Linked DNA regions of Salmo salar: region 2 is linked to region 1. The links are chromatin contacts, called in public Hi-C maps. All regions are on one chromosome and are shown on one strand. Each heading gives the region's core, a stretch centred on a gene start, on an enhancer-like site or on the middle of the called end of the contact. The rest is flanking DNA. Distances are from core to core; before and after follow the strand shown.

Region 1 (6,086 bases), core at 3,170-5,669:
CCGAAATAGACATGAGTCTCGTTACCAGAAGCCTATGTTACAAAAGGTCACAACATCAGAGAGTCAGGTTGCAGAAAGACAGGAAGTCACACACGTCACACAACCATGTTACAGTGTCCACACCAGATGGTGAAGGTGAAGCAATGTTTCAATGTATATTTGTAGGCTTTTATGCAAGAATATTAATCAATTTACTTTGTTTTGTTATTGCAAGTTGCAACAGACCAATGCTGTTTGCACAACATACACTCCTATAACAATTATCCTGGTACTTTGTGGCCTAAACTCTCCTTCATCTATCACCAATCTTATCAACAGATCAGTAACAAATGCAATTCTTTTAACCCCATTCCCAAGATTCTATGAAATGAAATTCCTGAATCGTGGAGACACCATGGAGAAGACATGTATAGCCTACCATAGCAGGCTGCTGTTTAAAAGGTCAGAAATGGAAAGGAAAAGCAGTAATAGGGGGTAAAAGGTATTTGCAGAACATGAGAAACATGCGATTGTCACGATTGTGAAAGTCAAGACAACATAGTTTGAACCTATACTGAAAATGACAACGTCAGCAGCAGCACTTGCCAGCTGGACAGTGACTTGCACAAATACAATATTGATGTGAAGTTCGCAAACGATTCGTTCTTTTTGAACGACTCTTTTCACTGATTCGAGAGTCATAATTCTTTTCTCCGAGTGACTCGTTCATTTTGGTCGTATGTTCGACCTGCTGGCCGGCCTGGCCGCAATTAATTCAAAGCAGGATCAATACGCGCTTCAGCGGCTCCAAGAGACGACAACCAACAGTCCATCATGTGCACAGCAGAAAAATCTTGTTACAGTCATCATAGAGAAGGAAAATAACTGTCAAATTATTGCATTGTGAAATCATTTATTAATGCAATCATTTGATTATTGAATGTTATTGGACACAGCTTTGTGGAACCAAAACACACACAACCTTCTGCTCAACACTCGAACTCGAGAGCGAATCGTCTGTGTGGCTGCTGCAGTTCTCGAACGATAGCCATTGCAGGGGTAGGCAACCCTGGTCCTGTTTTTGAGTTAACTGACCTGGAAGACCATGCAGGTGTGTTGAATTTAGGCAATCACTGAACAAATACGTTAGTCAGGTAGGACTGGGCGATATGGCCAAAATGTGATATCACAGTATTTTATGTTTTTGGAAAAAAAAAAGTTTATATTGTAACAACCCTGGGTTTATAAACGCGGATATCGACTCTGCCGCTCGAGCATGCTTTTGCAGCACAGTCAATAGCGCGCTGGACTTCGGGCTAGAAGGTCGAGGGGTCTTTCTCCATTCTAATTGTTTTATACAATTCAACTTAAAGCAAAAATAATTTTCAGCATTTACATCCATTTCTGCCACATATATGATATGGACAAACAATCTAGGCCTTATTTTTAACCAAGTGTTGCAATTGAAATTTGATTTGCGATTTATAGCAAAACACTTGTGTTAACTGTTGGAATCATGGATTATGATTATTGTAATTATATAGTTAGAATATATAGTGGGCACTTTGAATAAGTGTTGTTTGACATGACAACGAATGAAAATACCAGGGAGGAGTTATTGTGACAAGGTAGGAACCAGTGTTGATAAGTGGGTCCTAGGGGACCCTATAATCTTTGGCTACATTGAATATTTTCTCTTAGCTACTTCATGTAGTGAACATATTCATGCTTCGCATATTAGTCTTTGATTTTGAAGATACAAAGCAGATACATTAACAACATGCTCATTTAGGTCTACACCATCACTGGTATTATCAGGCTGTATAGCTAACTACGTTTGCTCTGACTCAGTACATTTATTAGCTAGCTAGCTAACGTTAGCCAGCCAAGCCAGCCAGCTAACCCCGATTACCATTAGCGGCTAACAAGAATTAGGACCAATTTGCTAATTAGCTGTTTGCAGGTGTAAGAAACACAAATTAACAGTGCCATTATAGAACACTAGTGAATTTATATTAAGAAGCAAAGTGAAAACAGCATCGTTGTTCATCAACATTGATACATGTGTTGCATTGACCATGCAGACCGAATGCAAGTGTCTAGTAGTGGTCGAGGAACAACCAATGCGCTCCATGAGTGACGGGCTGGGCTAGGTCTGTGTGGAAAGCGGCATGGAGAGTGAGAGCGGAGAGAGATTACTCAAGTAAAGTAAACTAAATCGACATTACACATATCGTATCACATTTAACAAACCAAACATTCAAAGACCGTTATCGAAGGTAAAGTAATAACTTAAACCGCTCCTTGCATCAATACTGGTATATCGGAAAATACAGTATACCGTCCAGAGGTGTGCACCACACCTGACCAACTGAGTTAATTGATCAGTTGGAGCAAAATCTTGCAGTATACAAACCCATGCAGTGTGACAAATGTAAATTACTTGATCATGTGTCAAGTGTATGTAGACGGGAGGAGTATTATATGCCTGCTGAGCCTAAATGCTGCAATTGTGGTTTGTGAACATGCACCCGAATTTCTGAATTGTCCTGTTAGGCAGGGTGAAGGAAACAGATGCGGCAAGAATAAGGGCTGACCAGAATGTGTAAAACCAGAGGCGGTGAGAAGAGTGGCAGAAAAAAAGTGAAGAAGTAATGCTAGTAGCAGTAAAGACACTCTTTCTGTTTTTCTCTCGGAGGACCTGAGCCCTAGGACCATGCCTCAGGACTACCTGGTATGATGACTCCTTGCTGTCCCCAGTCCACCTGGCCGTGCTGCTGCTCCAGTTTCAACTGTTCTGCCTGCGGCTATGGAACCCTGACCTGTTCACCGGACGTGCTTGTTGCACCCTCGACAACTACTATGATTATTATTATTTGACCATGCTGGTCATTTATGAACATTTTAACATTTTAACATCTTGACCATGTTCTGTTATAATATCCACCCTGCACAGCCAGAAGAGGACTGGCCACCCCTCATAGCCTGGTTCCTCTCTAGGTTTCTTCCTAGGTTTTTGGCCTTTCTAGGGAGTTTTTCCTAGGGAGTTTTTCCTAGCCACCGTGCTTCTTTCACATGCTTTGCTTGCTGTTTGGGGTTTTAGGCTGGGTTTCTGTACAGCACTTTGAGATATCAGCTGATGTACGAAGGGCTATATAAAAATAAATTTGATTTGAATTTGATTTGATGATGTCCCTCGTCAACAGAGGGATCCTGACATGTTGTATGTTAAGAAGGTGGACTTTGTAGCGTTTATTGCTTTATCAACTGCACAGCGCAGCGGAGAAAATAAGCATTGTGAATGCGGCTGAGCATTTTTTGGGGGGACTCGTGGATTTTTCTGCAGAGGCATTACAATGAATTCTGTCGTTGAATGCTCGGTCCTCCCAGGCACCTGAGGCTGTGTATGGATGTGATTTGAACTGTGACGGAAGGAGTGGGAAGGTTGTTTGATTTATCGTCCTCCCATGGAATATTTTTTGTTACATTACCCAGTAGGTGTAGTCTGCCATAAAACTTTCAAGAAGAAAATGGACATTGGCTAATCTCCCCCGCGGCTGTCAAACAGTTATATTCTGCCAAGGGTCGTTCTTAATCTAGTCCGGTTGCGGCCGCAACTAGACCTCGTTTCAAAGGTATCAATAAATAATCGTATTCATATGCCTAGCAATCACAAATGTACATTGTTTGCAGCTGTCACATATTTCTGTCACATATGACAGCTCCAATAAGCCCCCTATGGTGAACGAGATGGCTTGTAGAATCATGATTCTTTCGAGTTTTTAGTTCATCGTTCGCCGATAGGGGTTCCTGCGTGCGCAGGGCATTAGGCCTACTGTCTCAAATGAACGAAATGAGTCGAAAGATTTGTTCATTTGACTGAACGAGTCGACAAGATCCGAGTCAGTAAAAAGAGTCAACTCCCAATCACTAAAAGATTACGTGAAAGGCAGGCAGAATACTGGAATTAAATTCATACGATCGGCTACATGCGCCTTAAAAATATATATATATATTGATAAACCATGAATATTATAGGCCTACTTATAATACAAATATATAATTATCTTGATATTAAGGTAGGCTACTATTGCTGTAGGCTATTAAAATATAATTACACATAGGCTATAACCCAACCACCGACGCAATAAAAAACATGTATTGATCATATTGGTTATTACAAAAACAGAAACATGACAAGATGCAGTTATAAATTATAGAGATTTCTCACCTATGATGACGATGTACCTGCTATACCTCAATAAAGTCCACTCACTGTCGTAACTGCGCTGTGTTTGAACCGATTTTGGTGAACAAGCAGACAACGACTTTACGATGGGCACGCACATTTACAAGTGCAGTGACAAGCGGTCAAGCACCGGACCAATGAATGAGCATTCTGAAAAATAACGGAAGTGATCATGCTGGAATGGGAATTCTAAAAATGAAAGTCTTGACTCCTCCCTGGTGCATGGGTTTGTCTGTCTTGATTCTAGACATGATGCAGAGACCAGAGAGACGTTTTGAAATGCATTTTATTTTGTACAATGGTCACACCTCACAGCAACATCCCAATTATTACAATTATATGTATATATTTGAATGCATAGTAAACATGTTATTATACACATTACAACTTGCTTTGTTGTATCCCGCCATACATTTACCCATACATTCACCCATACATTCACACATACAATGCATTGACCAGAAAACCAACTTACTTCCTCTTGAGTGTGCACATCACGTGGTTGAAGTTCTCTAAAGTTTACTTTAGACTCTCTACCACTATTACATAACTTTAATGATGGCAGCACACACAGTCACACAATAGCATAGTTTCCCCAATGCAAATAGGGGTTTAGACATATAGGGGGCCAGCCAGATGCCTGACGATGAACAAGATCGACGACCACCACATCCTCATATATTCTCGAATAGAATAATCATAATATGATTAGTCTGCTTAATTACTTACACATAACTTAAAATGTTCTGAAGTAAAGGTCTACACGTTTTTTTCCCCATTGATCTATGTATCAGATGTCAGGACACAGAATTATAGGCCTCGGGAACTGACAATCCAATCTTGAACTTGCTAGACTGTTGAATTTCACTCTGTACCCAAAGTAGCCGATGCCTCACTGTTCTCATTGTTCAATTGAAAGTTGTCTCAGGTTCATATGGACAAATGTCTGTGATGATGCATGTATAGGTAATTCAGAATGACTATGTAATGTTGAGATTCAGTAGAATAATTTGTGCCTTTGAGCCATGCCTTTTAAAGACATGCTCTAACAACATGCTATTGGCCTTGGCTTTTTTAGCTACAGTGAGGGAAAAAAGTATTTGATCCCCTGCTGATTTTGTACGTTTGCCCACTGAGAAAGAAATGATCAGTCTATAATTTTAATGGTAGGTTTATTTGAACAGTGAGAGACAGAATAACAAAAAAATCCATAAAAACGCATGTCAAAAATGTAATAAATTGATTTGCATTTTAAGGAGGGAAATAAGTATTTGACCCCCTCTCAATCAGAAAGATTTCTGGCTCCCAGGTGTCTTTTATACAGGTAACGAGCTGAGATTAGGAGCACACTCTTAAAGGAAGTGTTTCTAATCTCAGCTTGTTACCTGTATAAAAGATACCTGTCCACAGAAGATCAAAGAGCTCTCCAAGGATGTCAGGGACAAGATTGTAGACCTACACAAGGCTGGAATGGGCTACAAGACCATCGCCAAGCAGCTTGGTGAGAAGGTGACAACAGTTGGTGCAATTATTCGTAAATGGAAGAAACACAAAAGAGCTGTCAATCTCCCTCGGCCTGGGGCTCCATGCAAGATCTCACCTCGTGGAGTTGCAATGATCATGAGAACAGTGAGGAATCAGCCCAGAACTACACGGGAGGATCTTGTCAATGATCTCAAGGCAGCTGGGACCATAGTCACCAAGAAAACAATTGGTAACACACTACGCCGTGAAGGACTGAAATCCTGCAGAGCCCGCAAGGTTCCCCTGCTCAAGAAAGCACATATACATGCCGTCTGAAGTTTGCCAATGAACATCTGAATGATTCAGAGGACAACTGGGTGAAAGTGTTGTGGTC
Region 2 (5,825 bases), core at 2,232-4,731, 230 kb before region 1:
GAAAGGGGAGAGGGGTAGCATTGTCACCGTGACATCCAGACGTTTCCAGTGAGCAACTTACTTAGAGTGATCGATGCATTCCACAACTTTCCCAAAGGCTCCTTCTCCTAGAGTGGACACAATCTCATCTACAGGGAATAAAGAGCATTAGTTAGAACCAGAGGAGTGATGACTGGCATCCACAACCATCACACCTGATCTGCCACAAAATGTCCTAGCTGCTTTGTTCGATATGGATTTAGCATTATACTGTCTAACTAGAACAGGACAGGGCTCCAAGCCAACAAAACATAATACACAGTACACACATCACACTAATAATGATGTTATGTAGCGTGGTGTAATAACTAATCCACATTTAACAATACAATGATAAACCCTACCCGCTCAAATACAAGTGTCTACAATAGAATAGTATTTTGCAACAGTACACCATATGAAAAAGCAACAACATAACAGATAGCTAGTTGACAGAGAGAGAAAAGGGATATATTCTATACATCTGGCTCTTAGCATGTCTCCCCTGTGATAGATCAGGTGACCCTCGTCATCATCCTCAACACTCCGGGATCTTTTCCTGCTCCTGCGATGATGGCTCCTCTGTTGTCCCATCACCACCACCATCAACCATCAACCACCATCACCGACCCAGAGAGAGCACCATCATCAGGCCAGGCCACCACAACGGGACGGAACGTGCCATTCATTCATTCAGCAGGCAGAGGGGGGGATCGGACGTGGGGGAGAGATTTCGGATGGATCGGCCCATTCAGAGTGGGTAGGTTGCGAACCAGGCAGCGCCAGCGGACCACAGCGGGAGCAGCACATTCAAATTCAGCCCCACCAGAGAAAGGCATAGGGGGCGTCACCACATAGTGGGTGTTACAGAAGAGAAACATGGCAACAACAAGGTTCATGTGAGAGACTTTCTCAAAGTAAGCGGTACAAAACATTATCAACCATCAGTCTAGTAGAATAGGCTAATATGCATTTTTGTGTCTTTCAAGTTACAGTTTTGGTTATCTTCTGACTTAAATGATAGATATAAAGTTTCCCTTGACTCTTCTTATTGAAGCCTTGTAAAGGTGTTTGCGCTTAGTCTGCTACAGTTATGCCTAGATGGTATTCAGTGAATTTTGGTACTAACATTGGATCCATAATTCTAACCCATCTGTTTTTCACTGTGGTACATATTGAAAAAGATCGACAAAGAAAAGCTAACACCACTAATAACCATATAGGGAGTTGGTTGGAAAGGAGAGAAGAGCGTGTAAGATGTTCTCATACCGAGTAAGAGGAGCGTTGATGAGAAGGGCTGCGTCGCCGCCCTCGGCGGCTACTGCGGCCACTCTTGCCACTCCGCCCGGATGACTTGCTGTAGTGGTGCCACTCCTTGTCCTTCTCCCTCTCGCGGTCTCTGTCCCTGGTGGCGGCGGCCCTGTTGTCCTCGCCGTAGCCCATCTCCAGGCTGGCTTCTCTGGCCCTCCTGTCCTTAGACTCTATCCTCTGCTGGTTCAGGCTGTGGGTCTCCAGGTAGTGCCTGAAAGGGAGAAACAACAAGACAGCTAAGTGACTGACTCCTCCTCCTGCCTACTTACCCACTGCTTGGTTCTAATGGCCAGGACCTACGTCTTCCCCGTCATCCTATCCCAAGGGGCTTAATATATAAAAAATTTAATTAGTAACAAGCTTATTTACAACTACAGAGTGCAACATCATCACTCCAAGGTTCTTGGTGTGAAAGCCTAACATAGTGGAGGATAGTGTAGATTCCTAGTTTTGGGGGTAAACTGACACAACAAACTGGACAGGCAATATGTCTCAAGAGCTGTTAGAACAGATCATGTAGCAACCTTTCACATGAATCTATCATATAAATATGAGCAGCCAGCTTGAATGTATGTGTGCTCAAGCACCCCCCCCCAATCCAGCAGAATCCCCTTCTACCTCTCACACACACCAACACACACAAATCGAAAGCACAGGTGTCTGCTACGACAGTTGTTTTGGCTCAGCGAGGAATCCGTGAAGCCCTTTCAGCAGAGGAATGTGATCCGAGTCTCTGGACCTCCAGAGCCCCAGAGTCAGAGAAAGCCATGATGGCACCCTGGTGGTGTCAGGTCTCTTCCAGGAAAAGGTCTGCGTTGCCGGGGGACTTATTATTAGAGCTTCCTTACCCGTTCTGCCCTGGAAACTTCCACTATAAACCTCCATCTCTCACAAAGCACAAGCTCAATCAGAGACGGACACAGAAACCAGACACGGTTTTACCTTCCAGCAATAAAATGTACAGTGAAATATTGTCAAATGACAGTGACTTCCAATAATAAAGACTTCAAACTTCCAAAATGAATTGTGACCACATCTGTCAAGGGCAGGGAAAGAGGCAGATTCTCCTGAAATAAACTTTGGCCTAAAGTATGCTGTGAGCTTGGATTTCACTCATTATTTATAAGATGATGGCTTGTCCTCACCACATTAATATATTGCTGTGAAAACATTTGGCATGTGTATAGCTGCTGGATCCTACAAACCTAATTGAAGAGACAGAAATGACCAGACAGATGTAAAAAGGATGATCTCGGGGTTGCTTGTGGATGGGTGGGGCCTATAATAGTTCTGTTGGGGGGGGGAATTGGGTCAGAATATTTACCCTTCATGTGTTTTGAGGGGTTGTTGACGTCTTCGAGATTTATTCTCCCTTACACTGCTATTCGAATCATCTCGTTTCTGGCGCTTTCGACTCTCCACCCAGCTGAACTCACTGAGCCAAACGCCTGGGGAACGAATTCGCTTTGCCTGTCGCATCTGCCACACAAGTGATAAATGTTCACATTAATAGCTAAAACGAGCTAACGTTACATGGCTAGCTGCAGTGCCAACAAACTGTAAAAAAAATAATTCAAATCTACATATAGATAGCGAGTTAACCTTCTGGATGACATGAAGTAAATTCAACCATACACCAGTAAATAGCGTACATTATTTTCTAGCATTCGCTAGCTAGCTAATCATGGTCAATTTATCCTCTACAGACACCGACTGGTGTATTTGTTCTAACATGCTAGCTACGTTAATTTACCTAACGTTAACTTGCTAGCTAAATGAATAACAATCCCACGTGAAACCTATCTAGCTGCTTGACTAACTTCAGATAACGCTAGCAACATGCATCTGATAAATGTTAGCGTCATCAATTTTCAGAAAGTAATAACTAGCTATCTGTACATTGGCTAGCCAGCTTACTAACGTTAACTTCCTGGTTCGTCGACGAAACCTGAAGGCTAGCAAGATAATGTTGAACAGATGATATATTGTTTACATTGAAGTATTACATATTAAATCATCTGTCCTCACTTTATCTATCGAAGGATGTACCCCAAACAACTAATACGTTTTTTTTTAAATAAAAAAATAACCCAAAAAACGATGTTTTATCTGTACTTTTGTGTAGGAACAAAGCTGCCTTCCAAAATGGCGAACTCTGCTGCTGCTGCTGGAAGTTATTGTCATAGATAGAACAATGAGACAGATATTTCACCGGATGTATAAATGTGAAGCATCCGGTTGGCGTTTCCTAGCGCAACCAAATATATTAGTTAGAGGAAGCCCAGTGGGCAGCAGTGGGAGAAGATGGATTATGGCTGACATTCTGCTAATTTTCTCATCAATGAAACCTTTGATCTCGATTGATGTTTTCTGTTTCCAAAACATATGTAATCAATAAATACCATGTTTAATGTAAACTGTTCTCTGTTAGTTTGTTTAAGGGAGGGGAAGCAGTATAAAAAACGAATCATTATGCAAAGCTAATTTCCAGCTTGATTGTTAAATTGTTGAGCTGTAATCTCATGTGTTTGTTGTCAAAGATACTGATAACTATTACAATTATTACGGAGATACAAAGATGAAGCTATGTGCATTAATCGGCTGCAATACTGTGCAGAGCAAGGGAGGAAAATATTTTTTCCAGTTTCCAAGGTATGTAATAAATAACGAGAAGATGCATTTGGAGTAATTATTGCATGGTGAGGCACACGTCGTTGGCTGTGTAATCAGTAGTGTGCTGTATCCATGACTACCCATCGAATCAATCACCAAAGAAACGATCACTGATAGATTAAACCAACTAGCTACCAATAATGAAACAAAACTATAGCTGGGTTTAACACAGCTAGCATGAGGCAGCATGGCTAGTTAAAGTTTGTTTACCAATGTGTCCAGCTATATTACATATGAGGCTATCCCAGGGTATGCTGTACAATCAATAGAAGCCAGCATTTGTCACACTGAGTCATTGCAAAGTAATTTATCGAGTTGTAGAACACCATTAAGTACCTCCTTGAATGATGGTAGATGTCTGTAAAACATTGTATAGGAGACTACTTAAATACTGTTGCCCTATGATCAGATTAAGTCAGAATACCATAAAATATAGTCTACTATAATTATATGCATCTTCAGAAAATAGACAAAACTCAACAGGTTGCACATTTATTAAATGCGTCTGTGTCATAGGACAGGATAAAGTGTGGATCTTTGTTCTAATGTTTCATAGGACAGGATAAAGTGTGGATCTTTGTTCTAATGTTTCATAGGACAGGATAAAGTGTGGGTCTTTATTCTATAATATGTTCTTCATATTGGGGGTGTTGCTAATCAGGCAATGGTTGTTATGGAGGAATGAGTCAGTTTTAATTGAAGAGAATATATTGTAATGACCCGGCTGGGTCATAAAGGAAAAAGAGACGGACTCTAGGTGTGCAGGTCAGAACACAGGTTTATTCCTAAACTGGGCTATTGTTCAGGCCACAGCCCACGCCGCTAAATGCCGAACGTACACAATTATACCAAGTCTAATTAAGGGTTACTCCCATAGGAACAGATCAAGGCCCCGAACAGAAAAGAGAGAGAAGATGAGACAGTAATCCCTATTTATGCATTTCCAAATCCCGCGGGATTACCCATCATACCCCCCCAACCTTTCCCTCTGTCCTGACATATTTAACCCCTGTTAGTAGCCATGAGAACCATAACACACCCACAAACACAGAACACAATACCGGGTCGTTACATAGCCCCCCCCTTTCTAAACCCTAGCCCCTAGGGTTACACAACAAAATCCTTAAAACGACCCGGAGGTCGCATCAGTCTCTTGGGCCTCCCCGTGGCTCTCACCGGTGAACCCCCAGAACACTCATCTGCCCCAATGTCATTTCCAGCGCCCTCCGAAGAAGCAGCCCCCATCCCAGGCTCAGGTTGCGCTAGAGTCTCCTCGTTAGACTGTTCCCGTGGGCTCACATCAGAGACCTCACTCCCATTTCCTACCGTTTTCCTCCCTCTGTAGGGTGCCAATCGGTCCCGGTGGACCACCACCTTCCTGCTCCGTGGGGGGACCTCCACCCGGTACGTCACCTCCCCCACTCTCTCTATCACCAGACACGGCCCCACCCATGCACTGTCCAGCTTTGGGCACCGCCCCTTCTTGCGCGTGGGGTTGTGAAGCCACACACATTCTCCCGCTCCAAAGTGCCTCCCCCTAGCGCGCAAGTCATAGTGGCGCTTTTGGCGCACCCCTGCGTTCTCGAGTTGCTCTCTTGCGAAGGTGTGAGCCGCTTCTAACCGGTTCTGCAGACGACACACATAGTTCGGGCCAGGCAAAACCCCGTTGTCATTATCAGGAGGGTGGCCAAACGTCAGTTCGGCTGGGGTGCGCAACTCACGACCTAACATTAGTAGCGCTGGGGAGCACGCAGTCGATTCTTGAACAGCCGACCTATATGCCATAAGAATAAACGGTAAGTGGGTGTCCCAATCTCTCTGGT

What was found. Hi-C and Micro-C count contacts between places; a contact is called where the count stands out from the background.
Region 2: a contact with region 1 is called in a Hi-C map of muscle, with 6 times the contacts expected there. The contact joins the promoter of clk4a here to the promoter of LOC106611948 in region 1. A contact is called at or near these places in 2 of 3 Hi-C or Micro-C datasets (gill and muscle).

What each region holds. Positions count from the first base shown.
Region 1 is chrssa09:75,803,697-75,809,782 of Ssal_v3.1, reverse strand. It overlaps LOC106611948 (putative monooxygenase p33MONOX), which reads right to left and starts at 4,419. Exons shown (of 8, transcript XM_014212650.2): 1 at 4,211-4,419.
Region 2 is chrssa09:76,034,294-76,040,118 of Ssal_v3.1, reverse strand. It overlaps clk4a (CDC-like kinase 4a), which reads right to left and starts at 3,481. Exons shown (of 12, transcript NM_001140055.1): 1 at 3,358-3,481; 2 at 2,654-2,808; 3 at 1,288-1,540; 4 at 501-600; 5 at 62-128. The coding sequence starts at 2,808.